2 separate regions of the Rattus norvegicus genome follow, and region 2 is linked to region 1. A link is a contact called in public Hi-C data. All regions are on one chromosome and are shown on one strand. Each heading gives the region's core, a stretch centred on a gene start, on an enhancer-like site or on the middle of the called end of the contact. The rest is flanking DNA. Distances are from core to core; before and after follow the strand shown.

Evidence for each region. A called contact is a pair of places that touch in the nucleus more often than the background predicts.
Region 2: a Hi-C map of Schwann cells shows a contact between it and region 1, with 10 times the contacts expected there. The contact joins the promoter of Tnks here to the enhancer-like site in region 1. A contact is called at or near these places in 7 of 12 Hi-C or Micro-C datasets (Schwann cells, frontal cortex, kidney and 3 more).

What each region holds. Positions count from the first base shown.
Region 1 is chr16:63,744,110-63,750,461 of GRCr8, reverse strand. No RefSeq gene overlaps it. Among named protein-coding and RNA genes, the nearest start is that of Tnks, 180 kb to the left of the region's middle. Within about 2 kb of position 3,256, at least 9 of the 93 cell types and tissues checked have an H3K27ac peak or open chromatin away from gene starts, as enhancers often do. A contact at or near this core is called in Schwann cells, where this site is marked.
Region 2 is chr16:63,925,416-63,931,684 of GRCr8, reverse strand. Tnks (tankyrase) reads right to left here and starts at 3,356. Exons shown (of 27, transcript NM_001106084.2): 1 at 2,689-3,356. The coding sequence starts at 3,331.

The DNA of each region.
Region 1 (6,352 bases), core at 2,007-4,506:
TCCCATTTCCGGAGCCCTACATGTGTCTTCCCAATAGTCAACGGTGATGAAGGTATTTTAATGCTTATATTTTTTTTGTCTGTATCTTCTCTTTGATGGTGCATCTGTCCATATCACCCTTTGGTCACTTTATAACTAGATTTTTCAGTTTTGCTTTTAAAAGTTGTTTAACTGTGTGTGTGTGTGTGTGTGTGTGTGTGTGTGTGTGTGTGTGTGTGTACCAGAGTAAACGTACCTGAAGACACCAGAAGAAGGCACAGAACTTCCTGGAACTGGAATCATAGGTGGTTGTCAGCCATCCATTATGGGTGTTGGGAGCCGAAGTCAGTTCTTCTGCAAGAGCAATATGGACTCCTAAGTGCTGGGCCATCTCTCTAGCTCCGTGTTTTTGCTGCTGAGAATGTGCTGTGTTTGCCTTCCCTTGAGCCCCTCTCTTTGGAGAGGGAGAGCAGGCTTTCTACACAGTGCTGGTGGTCACCCTATAGGTGAAGCTGGCCTCAAACTTGTAGAGATCTTCCTGCCTCTGCTTCCCCAGTGCTGGGATAAAAGGCATGCACCACCACCACTCCCAGGCTTGGTGAGTTTTAAACCTTCTTTTTTTAAGCTCTAGACTCTGCTAGGTGTGTCTAACCTGTAGTCCTCCCCCCAGACCCCCCAGAACGCTATGAAAGGGAATCAACCCCGAATCCTAACTTATTTAAAGTCTTAGGAAGTGCGTGCGTGCGTGTGTGTGTGTTTGTGTGTGTGTGTGTTTCTTTCTTTTTGTTATTACTTCCTTTTCCTTTTCTTTTCCATTCCTTTTTTGTTATCTCGGTTGTTTGGTTCTCAAGCGTGGACTCGTAGATGGCGACCTTGTGTTCCAGTGTCAAAGGTTGGACACGCCTGTCAGCCCTTTGTCAGTCACAGGATGACAGACATTTCCTCTGAGGCTGGAGCTTGTCTTTTCATTTGCTTAACTGGGTCTTTCATAGCACGAAAGTTTTTCACTTTGATGAAATCCAATTTATTTTGTTCTTTCATGCCTTGCCCTTTGGTGTCGTGTTTAATAACCTTTCTCCCAACCCGCAGGCCTGAATCTTTTATGTTTTCTTCTCAAAGTTTGCTGGCTCTACTCTTACATTTAAATCTGTTTAAATTGAACACACCCTTCTAGTTCTACATTTAAATCCATAATCCGTTTTGAATTAGTTTCTGTATAAGGCATGAGAGGTCGCGGTTCGTTCTCAATGCCTTTTCATATATTAAGGCTAATTAAAGTTCTATAATTAAAGGCATTTATTTTTAAGTTTAACAAAAGTTGTGGAATGTGTTCATCTATTCATACAATGCTTTCTGCATCTAGGGCATAGCTTGGGTCCTGCGTGTAGGCGGAGTCTCCTTTAGGAAGTGGGATTGAGGCGTTTGTTTGTGTACGCCCATTATTTATTTGTTCATACATCTTCAGAGCTGTGCTCTGTGGAGAGCCTTTAGGAAACAGAGAGTAAACAGGCCAAGAAACTGAGGCAAGGAGCCACGCAAGCAGAGGGATGGTTAATCCCCATCAAAACTCATGTGGACTCTTGGATCCCAGTGCGAGGGTGCTGGGAACTAGAGCATGCTGGGAAGTGGCATTAAGAGACAGAGACCTTGCAAAGAGACTGTTCTCTGGGTGATGGGAATGAGTGCATCACTTGGAGTATACACTTTTGCTTGCCCTACTCAGTGCAAAATGAGATCCTCGCCAGGAGCCAATCAGATGCAGGCATGGTGTGATTGGACTCCCCAGCCTGTAGAACCGTTAGTGTGAACGCACCTCTGTTCTTTGTAAGTCATCACGCCTCAGTCTCTGGGTCTACTGACAGAGCACTGACAGCTAAGATCTGCCAGAAGTCTGAAGGACAAATAGCCAAAAGCCTGAAGAAGAGGATAACGGAGAGCTCTCAACCACTGAGATGAGAGAAGGCTGAGATAAAGCATCTCCTAATAGATGGAAGCCGTTGGTGCCCAGCCTGCATGATGATGACAGTTTTCTTTCACTCCCTGAGAAACCCAGCTTGTCAGTGTCTAACAGAAGCTTGCTGTGTTTATACACACATGCACACACATATTTTTTAAATGTGTTTCTTAAATGTAAAGATGTTTCCTTGTCGGCCCAAGTGTTGGGGGTGAGACATATGGTCACAGCAACACATTTGGTCAGATCATTGTAGTGTGCCATGTGTTACTCTGTGTTTCACGTCGTCTCTGGTGACTTAAGAATGGCCCCTGTCCTCGGCCTTGTCTCAGCTCACTGAGGCAGTGCGTGTGAGACATGCAGCCCGCATGCCCAGGTCAAAGGCATTACTGAGTTTTGTTCTGCAGAATTGATCTTCCTGCTACAGCCTGGTCCTCACTGTGGAAGACATTACCAGTGTGTATCAACTTTCAGTACATTCTTCTTGGGTTTTTGCCTCTCCTCTCTTTTTTTTTTTTTTTTTTTTTTTGGTTCTTCTTTTCGGAGCTGGGGACCGAACCCAGGGCCTTGCGCTTCCTAGGCAAGCGCTCTACCACTGAGCTAAATCCCCAACCCCTTCTCCTCTCTTTTAAGACAGGGACACTGACACACAGAGCCAGGCTGAAGTGTGAGAGTCGTGCTTCACAGTCCCTTTGACTAATCATTTAAGAACCAGCATGAGCCTGATTCCCTTCCTGAAGCATGTCAGTCTCCTTCACAAACAGGGATTCTGCCACTCAGGAATGTCCCTATTTACTTCCAACTCTCATCCCATTTCTGGTCATTTACAGAAAGCAAAACAGAACAACCCAGGTTGTTCATAATCCACAATATACGTGATGCTTCAGGAAAATTCTGAAAACCAGCAAAGCAGGCATTTAGAATGTGGGCTTCATATCCCACAGCTCCAAAATTACACATAATGGCAGGCTCCCAAGGCCAGCTCACAAAAGCCTACTTATCTAGCTCTGCAGACAAACCACAAAGAGTGATGGGTTTCTATCGGAATGCATGGCTTACACTGACTGGGAAGTCAAGAGGCAGAGTAAAGTAAGCCTTGAGCTTGCTTCTACCTCACTGTTAGGATTTGGAAGCTAGGTATCAGTGAGTCACCCCGTAGAATGAGAGATCAGAGGTGCTTGCTAAGTCATCTCTCAAATCCTAGGATGCTCCAAAGGAACAGATCATTCTAATTTAGTTCTATGGACGCAGTGTCTCAATTCAGTAGCCTCAACCAAGCATGGGAATGTTTGTATCATTGGGATCCGGTGAACGAGCATCCTGATTGGTCACTGTAGCACAGGGGTGTGGCATTAGACATGGATAGGCAGGGTGTAGCCACAGCTGGGGCAGGACTGAACAATGGCAGCATTGGACTTCAGGTTATCTAGGACGGAAAGGAACTTCAATCTACCTTGATTGCAGTTAGACCTGAATCTTTGTTTCTCTTTCTCTTTTCTATCTCTCTGCTCCCCAGGTACCAACTAACACAATAGACCAGGACATGATGCAAAAGATGAAAATTAAGAGAGATTGCCTTTTGAAATTTGTGTTTCTTCTTGAGTTGAGGGTCTCACAGTGGTAGTCCAGACTGACCTTGAACTCCTAGACTCTAGAGTCTCTCATGCCCTAGGCCTCTGAGCAGCTATGTCTGCATTGTGCTCCAAAACGACCAGACAGAAAAAGAAAGAGAGTGGGGGAAGGAAAGGGGAAAGGGAAGGGGGAGGGGGAGAGGGAGAGAGAGAGAAGAGGAGGGAAGGGAAGGGGAGGAGGAGGGGAAGAGGGAGGGAGAGAGAGAGAGAGAGAGAGAGAGAGAGAGAGAGAGAGAGGAAGCCTGGACAAATTCTATGATAGTTGTGTGCTTATCTCTGTTTTCTTTCTTTTTTTAATCTAAAATTTTTTTGTGTGCTGGCTACTCTTATGTCTATTCGACCCAAGTTACAGTGATCTGGAACAAAGAGCCCTCAGTTGAGAAAATGCCTTCATACGATCTGGCTGTAAGGCATTTTCATTTTCTTAATTAGTGTAGATGGGGGAAGGTCCAACCCATTGTGGGCTGGTGGTCCTGGGTTCTATAAGGAAGCAGGCTGATGAAGAGAGACCATCTTGTACATTCTATGGATACCTCACCTGCCAATCATAAAGCCTATGGTCTATGGTTTAGGCAGGAAAGAGAGGTGGGACATTGGGGGGAGAAAGAATTGTGGGAGAGTAGAGGTGGGAAGAGGAACCGGAAAAGATGTGAGGAGATGGACCAGGGCACAGGTAACCAGCCACGTGCAAGATGTAGGCTAAAACAAGTGGGTTATCTTCAGTTATGGTCTAGTCAGAGCAGAGCCTAGCTGTATGGTCAATGTATTTGCAAATATAACTTGAGTCTGAGTCTTATTTCTGGAAGTTTGGGGCTGGGAGGCAAAACCAGGGCCTAACCTTGACATGGCTGAGCAAGCCATGGGAGCAAGCCAGTAAGCAGCACCCTTCCGTGGCCTCTGCATCAGCTCCTGCCTCCAGGTTCCTGTCCTGTTCGAGTGCCTGTCCTGACTTCTTCCATACAGAACGGCAAGCAATATGGACGTGTAAGCCACATAAACCCTTTTCTCCCAACTTGTGTTTTGGCCATAGTGTTCCATTGAAGCAATAGAGGAACCCTAAGACACCTGGTATCTATTATTGTCCCTATTTAGCTGATGGGAAGGGAAACCTGGTAGGTTCCCCAAGCAAGGGACCCTGCTGGAGGTCAGATAAAAATGTTACTCTACTCTACCCTACTCTACTCTACTCTACACTACTCTACTCTCTCTACTCTACTCTACTCTACTCTCCTTCATTGTAGGATGATGTCATTATGCAGCAAGGCGGGTCCGGGATAAAGTGAAGCCTATCATTGGATGAGAAGAAGGGTAGGCGGGGAAAAATTCTAAGAAGGAGAGAGGAGGAGGAACGAGAGAAATCAAGATGGAGACAACAGAGCAGGATGATCCAAATCCAGGTGTCTAGGTGGATGGTTTCTATTTTTAATTAATCAACGGTGAATTTATTGTGTGGATGTATTGTAGATTGAGTACTTAACATATAAATCTAATTACTAAACTACAAGTTTCTGGAACTTTGATTTTACCCGCCGAGGGGACAGTGCAGCTGGTAGAGAAACAGCTGGAGCATGTGGCTCCCGCAGATCCACGGGGAGTGAGAACCCGCGGGTACCGGTAGCCGCTGATCCATTTTTTATTTTTATCGCAACACGTCCTCTTTGCTGTCCCGGCCTTGGAAACATACGCAAGCTACAGCTTTTTAACCAGAAACAAAATTACTCTATCAGCAGAGATGACCCATTTTTTAGCTATACACAGTGAAGGGAAGATGGTGACCACACTAGTGTCTGAGGCTGGTTCTACTCACGATGAGGGCACGGTTGGCATGAGCTCTGTAAGACAGTAGGTGCTTATGAAATAAATGCTGTACCTGCCCATACTTCGAGCAAGAAGCCACTTAGCTCTTTGACGTTATGCACGGCCCAGATTGATGCCATAATCAACTGAGTATTGGGGCAATTCGATAACTGCGGTAGAGAAGAGGGAGAGAGAGCATTGGCCTTTCTGGATCACAGCGAGGAGCAGTAGCATCTACCCTGACGGCACCAGAGTGGAGACCTAACCACAGAATCCTAGAAAAGCTGAGAGGGTTTGTGGGTTTCATGCTGCTGCTTTCTCTTCAGACACAGCTCCTCCTGGTTCTGAATCTGGGGCCGCGCTTCAATCGCCCCCTGGTGGACAGAAAGAACATTACTTTATCAGAGGATGTAGGAGATGAGTTTCTCTTTGGGGGAAAAACAAAGCTTCTTTAGTCCAGGCTGGCCAAATCCTTGAGCAGAACTAGTCGATTTTTTTTAAACAAATGCAGGGAATAGTAGGACTCTGTCTTCCCAGGACCCTCTGCCCCAACCCCGGTGCTCACTCAGGAAAGAACAGGTATGACTGACTTTACCCTGCACATGATCTAACCTCTCTCAATACCTTGCTAGCAAGGGGATCCAAGGACAAGATGTGTGTACATTGTGGTGACCCCAGAGCACAGCGCTCATCGCTAGAACAGCCCTTTCTTTTCTTTTTCGTTTTTAAAATTGATTAAGTTATTTATTTACGTTTTGATTGCAACTTCCCCTCCCATCTCTCCTACTAGTCCCCCCACACCCCCGCCCCCTTACTCCTCAGAAAGGGAAGGTCTCCCAAGGATACCAAGCAGCCTAGACATATCAAGTTGTAGTAAGACTAGGTGCTTCTAGAAGGTCCTTTTCTAAGCCCACTAGACCATCCGTTCTCAACATGTGGGTTGGGACCACCTTGGCGGTCCAACCACCTTTTCACAGGGTTTGAATATTAG
Region 2 (6,269 bases), core at 2,107-4,606, 180 kb before region 1:
TTAGCCCTACAACTTTCCAGGAACTCTTGGCCTTCCAATCTGGACATTAACCTAACCCAACACCCCATAATTCTAGCATGTTTTTGTCCAATAAGAACACTACACCCATAAAACAAAATAACTTAAAATGTTTCCATCTAAGACATTTGCCTACTTCTTATCCTTAAAAAAGCTCTTCCAGGACAAACAATGACTATAGTTTCAGTCAAATAATAGTCAACTAACAAGAACTCTTAGCTACTCAGTCCACAGCTAACGGAAACTAGACTTAGTGTTATACAAACAAATATGAAAGTGTAGGTTAACTAGTTTTTACGGTGGAGAATTTGTTAGGTACTCCTAACTGCAAAGTAACTCCGTAAGGCTGTTTCTTGTCTGCAGTCTGATGGATGAGCATACACATAAACCCCAGGAATGAATCCTAAGCAATCTGTGGTGAAGAGAAGCCATGACGGGAAACAAGCCTTCTTCTGTGTGGACCAACACTAAATGAGTGAAGTGATGCAGAAACAAACGTAAGTAGTTGATAGCTGGTCATCTGTGAGACAACATATTGCTTGATTTGGAAAGTAAACGGTCTCAGATGATTTATTAAATCAGACTCAGACCTTTCATTTAGCCTAAAGAAAAGGAAATTGTGTAGTGGCGCATGGCTGAAATCCCAGGGCTTGGGAGGCTGAGGCAGAACCTTGAGCCTGGCCAGACTTCTCTCAAGAAACAGAGAAAATGAGAACTAGGAAAGAAAGAAAAGCCAGACAAGAAAAAGAAATCCTATTTCATATAAAACAAGCAAGAGTCTTGACTTTTCATCTACGTAGCTGAAAGCCTACTTATAAGCGAATTCATCACACTCACTAGTTCTGCCTAATATGGAGCACAGACCCAGTAATCTGACCATTCCCAATGGGTTTCACACCACTGATCACTGTCCATTAATGGATCACAGACGCAATTTGCTACAAGTGAAGTGGAAAAGTATACAAACACACAAGCAAGGAAGGGTGCAGTTTCCATTTCCTCAAAGTTCTGATTGCACTGCAACATTACAAACTCTAAGCAATGGCTGAAATTAAAAAAAAAACAAAAACAAAAACAAATAAAAATCACTAGCTTTCCTTCTCCATGAGCTCCAGACTACTACCTTCTTCCCCAAACACCAAGTAACTTAGGAGCTGTGCCCTGCATACAAACCCACCTATAGATTATGGCTTAGGCTCTAAATCAAACTGCTGACTCAACGTCAATGTCTCACTACTTTACTTGAGAACTAGACTCACGTGTGCCTCGCTTTATCATCTGTAAAACGAGAATCGCAGTTCTCCTAAGTTCTAAGCTTACGTTTACAGAACTGAAGGAGTAACACCACTGAAATGCACAGCAAGAGGAGCTGGAGGTGTATGTAGCCCAGGGGTAAAGTGCTTTCCCAGCAAAAACAGAGTTCTGGTGCTCAGACAGCATCTCAAGACAGAAAGGGCGCTGCAGAGATGCTCTGAAGTTAATTAAACAGAGCTTACTCTTCCAGAGTAGCTGAGCACCCAAGCTGGGTGACCCACAACTACCTGTAACTCCAGCTCCAGGGAATTGCCCTCTTGTACCTACACAGACACACACAGACACAGACACACACACACACACACACACTCAAGAAAACTAACATTTAAAAGAGGAATTTTTGATACTTTTTTAAAAAGTGTGTCTTTTAATTTTGTATCTTTCTATCCTATTTGAATTTATAATATATGTGAAGTACAAACTTCAAAGGTACTTGTTTTAAAGTACATAACCTAATTAACCTTATTTAAAAAAAAAATCAACCAGAAGTATCAAGGCAGTGAGAGTATGGCCCTTCTGTTTTTGTTCTACATTTCTGTATTTTATAAAAAATATTCTGTGTTTCTAAAAGAAAACAACTACTTACTCAGAAGGGAGAGAGGCAAGAAAAGTAAAGTTCAGCATTTAGAAATCTGTGCCTATGTGCTGAGTTTCCCCGCCAGAAGACTTCTTCCTAAATCCTCACTCAAACAACCTATCATCTTTGTCTCTAAGAAAATGAGCTAGCTGAGACAAGGTAAATACACACTGGACCTCAAAGCTGATCTCTCTGTCCCTTATCATAGGCACACACTACCCTTATCACTATTGTCTCCGACTGGCCGGGGGTAGTCTCTCCAGATTGTCCACTTCTTTAGAAAAGGTGGAATTTGACAAACCCCATTGTCTTTCGTTGTGTTACTTAAGAATACGAGAGATTCTTGGACACTTGTTGAGTTACCCTACACTTCTTTCGCCCCGGACTGTCCGTACTCAAAGGACAAAACCGTGTCGTAAAAAACAAAACGAACTAGCACACGAACGACAAAGCTATTCCTAAAGCTACTCAAATCCAACTTGTCTCAGACACAACTCCGAACTGAAAAGGTTTTAAGTATGCCCACATCCACAGATGAGCGCTACACGGAGTTTGCATAAGTTGAAGTACCACTGTTGCAAACGCCAAGGAGTGAATTCACACCTCGCCCCCCTCCAACCCCCCCCACCACACACACGGACACTAAACTTCAGTTCTCAGGGTGAGGTGGAAAAGAACCACCAACAAGTCCCTACTTGTCCCACTACAACCTGTAACTTTTTTTTCCTAGTCCGACCACCCTCCCTCCGCTCCAAAACCCGTAAAACACGGTCTCAGACCTGCTGCGAAGTGCAGGGGAGAAGACTTTCGGCCGGCCATGTCCTTTGCATTCACGTTCGCTGCGTCCACCAACCTCTTCACCCGGGACACGTCCCCATTTCGACAAGCCTCCAGCAGCTCCCGCAGGGCCCCACTCACGGCTGGGACCCCCGGGCCAAGGCCCGCCGCCCCGGGTCCCAAAGTTGCTGTGGAGCCAACTCCGGCGGCTTCGGGACTCTCCGCTATGCTCGAGCCAGGGGAGGACGGAGAGGAAGACGAAGAAGAAGTAGGCGAAGAAGTGGACGACGCGGAGTTGTTACCGCCGCCGCCGGCTGGGCTGGGAGCGACCCCGACGGCGGCGGAAGCTGCCGGGGCCGCGGCCGTAGCAGCCACCGTGCAGACCGCGCCGTCCACCGGGTCCGGAGATCGCGGCCTGTCGGGCGGGTCCCGGCTGCCATCCCCCTCCGGCAGCGCCAGGCCGTGCCGCGGGGAGGCGAAGGGCGCCAGGCCGCCGGCCGTGGGAGAGGCCGGGGTAGGTCCCGGGGCCAAGCCCGGGCTGAGCGGCGGGGGAGGTGGCGGTGGCGGAGCCGAAGCCCCTGGGGCGGGCTGGAGCTGTTGCTGATGATGGTGGTGATGATGCTGAGAGCGACGCGACGCCGCCATCTTCCCACTCCCCCGTACTGTCACTGCGGCAACGGCGCCACCGCCCGCCCTCACTTCCGGATTCTGGACCAATCAGAAGTCAACATACCCGGAAATGATTCTTGCCGAAGTGGGTGGAGTCGGAGAGAAGAAGGGAAGTATTGGAAGCTTAGAGAACAACCAGCCTGGGGGCGTGGCTTAGTAGTTGAGAGACTGGCTTTGTGACGCCCTGGCGGGCTGGCAAGGCAGATTTGAAAGTTTTGGCGAGCCACTACCTGTCCGAGAAACTTCTGTCTTCCTTCCAAAGCGGGATTGCTTTGGACTGCTTCAGTCTTTTCCCAGGTGTCCGTCAGTCTGCGGTGTCTTACTTCAGAAGAAGCTATTAGAATGTAACTTGGTGCAAACATTTAGCAAAATGTCCTCGCCCGAAAATGGAATTAATAGTACCCACCTCACAAAATTGTCTGCAGAGATGAAGTGAGCTAATGCATACAAAACGCTCTGAAGAATACATAACTAAAATTAGCACATTGGGAATATTTTTAAATGAAGTGTTGGATCTGTACACCTTACTATCTCCTTTGGTCTCATTCAGAGACAGGACTGGAGGGAAGGATAACCTTATTCTCTAAGAGGGTATTTAACTCTTGCCACAAATGCCAAGGAGCGGAGACAGGATGCCTTTTTGCGCTGCTCTATCCAGTGCGCCTGTAATCTTAGAGGACGGGATTAACAGTTCAGAGACCTGCTTTACCTGTTATCTCCCAGCCAGCAAAGTGGAACAAAGAAGTCAGTCATCCCAGACTTTGGTCCTGTCTCTCAGGTCAGGTGGTCTTAATACTGGAGAAAGGAATACACACACACACACACACACACACACACACACACACACACACACGCTATCAAATAGCTCGGTGTTGGGGTCTAAGAGTCGGATTATTGAATGCACACCCTAATACTGGTCAGACCAGGGACATAGCTCAGAATCATCTGAACTACAACATCTTTTTATGTCAGCTTATAAAAGAAAAAACCACAATGAGCTCATACGCAGGTGCAGGAAGTTCTGCCTGGTGATCAGCTCTAACTTAAGCCATTTTTTTTGACATAACAGTTTATATTGACCTTTAATTTGATGAGCCCTACGTAAAGCTTTGAGGAATGTCTTAAGATTAACAAACCTCAGGACATAACAGAACATAACAGGGTCTGAAAAAAATAGCTCTGAGTGAAGCTATTTTTCTGTGTCAAAGGCTGGTAGGCATGTTACAGCAACAATATGAAATAGCTGGCAGGCATGGAACAAAATGTCTACAGCTATGCTGGGGAGAAGGGGCGGGTATTGTCGGACCACAGAGGCTTGCTTTGCTTGTTCAGAGTTAAATCTAACTTGGGGTGCCTTGAGAGGCATGCGAGTCTAAGTGGCATTGGGAGTATGCATACCTAGCTAGACAGAGACTAAGAAGGGACAGGGGCAAGCAATGGGGGAGGGGAAAAGGCACCAGACAAGAATCTCCAAGACCAGGCAGACCACCTGACCTGAGAGACAGGACCAAAGTCTGGGATGACTGAATTCTTTGTTCCACTTTGCTGGCTGGGAGATAACAGGTAAAGCAGGTCTCTGAACCATTCATCCTGTCCTCTCAGATTACAGGCGCTCTGGATAGAGCAGCACAAAAAGTCATCCTGTCTGAGCTCCTTGGCATTTGTGGCAGTTGTCGGTCCAAATTCTCACAGTCTATTGAGAATTTTCCCTGTAAGTTTTCTCACTCCGTGCATCAGTCGGGGTTCTCTAGAGTCACGGAACTTGTAGAATGTCTCTCTATAAGAAAATGTATTGTGATGACTTACAGTCTGCAGTCCAACTAACCCAACAATGGGCAGCTGTGGATGGGAAGTCCAAGAATGTAGTGGTTGCTCAGTCCCAGGAGACTAGTTGTTTCAGCTGGTCTTCTGTATAAGCTAGAATCCTGAAGAAGTAGGTTCCAACTGATATGCTGACAAGTAAGTGCAAGCAGGCAAAGAAGAGCTATGTTTTCTTTCTTCCGACGTCTTTTACGTAGGCCTTCAGCAGAAGGTGTAGCCTAGATTAAAGGTGTGTACCACCACAGCTGGATTTGGAACTCACAGTCCCAAACTGGCTTTGTATTCAGGTCTGCTCGCCTCAGTCTCCTGGGCAACCCTTGTCTGGGCATAAGCTTTTCATGGCCACTGACCCTCAAGATCTGGATCAAAAGTGTATATTATTCCATGTCAGAAGCCTATGCCTTCCACCCTCAAGATCTGGACCACAGGTGTGCCCTCCATTACTGGATTGTAGTTCATTCCAGATGTAGTTAAGATGACAACCAGGATAGCCATCACTCACGAACGACACACTGTGACTTTGCTAGATCCCAATTTTAAACGGTGCTTCAGATTGTTGCGATTGAAATTCAACCTTTGCCAGTTCCTGGCTGTGTACATTTGAGCAGGCTATTAAAGCCAACATTCTGCCGGTTTCCTTCCTGCAAGACAACACATTTGATTAAGTGTTAATTAAAATTAAGAATTTTTTTCTTATTCTACTTTTGTGCTTTTATTTTTCATTTTAATTTTAACTAATTGTGAATTTTTTTTCTTTTTTTAAAGTTCGTTTCCCCCCTCCATTCCTCTCCACTTCCCTCTCCCCTCCCAAACCAAGATTGAAAACATGATTTCTATCTTCAATAACCATCAAAATGACATTTCCTACAGCTGTTTTTCCTCTATGCTTCCTATTATTATAGTGTTTGTGTGACGTAAGGAGATGTACCCAAGAATGGGATAATCTCAGCGAGGACTCCACTTCATACCAATTGTTCATTACTCAAGTAGGCATTGTGGAAACAAATATTAACCTCATTATTCCAATAGAGCAGACACAGAAAGAGTCTTAAGAAAAAACAATGTGCATCAGGCAGAATACTAAACCAATGGT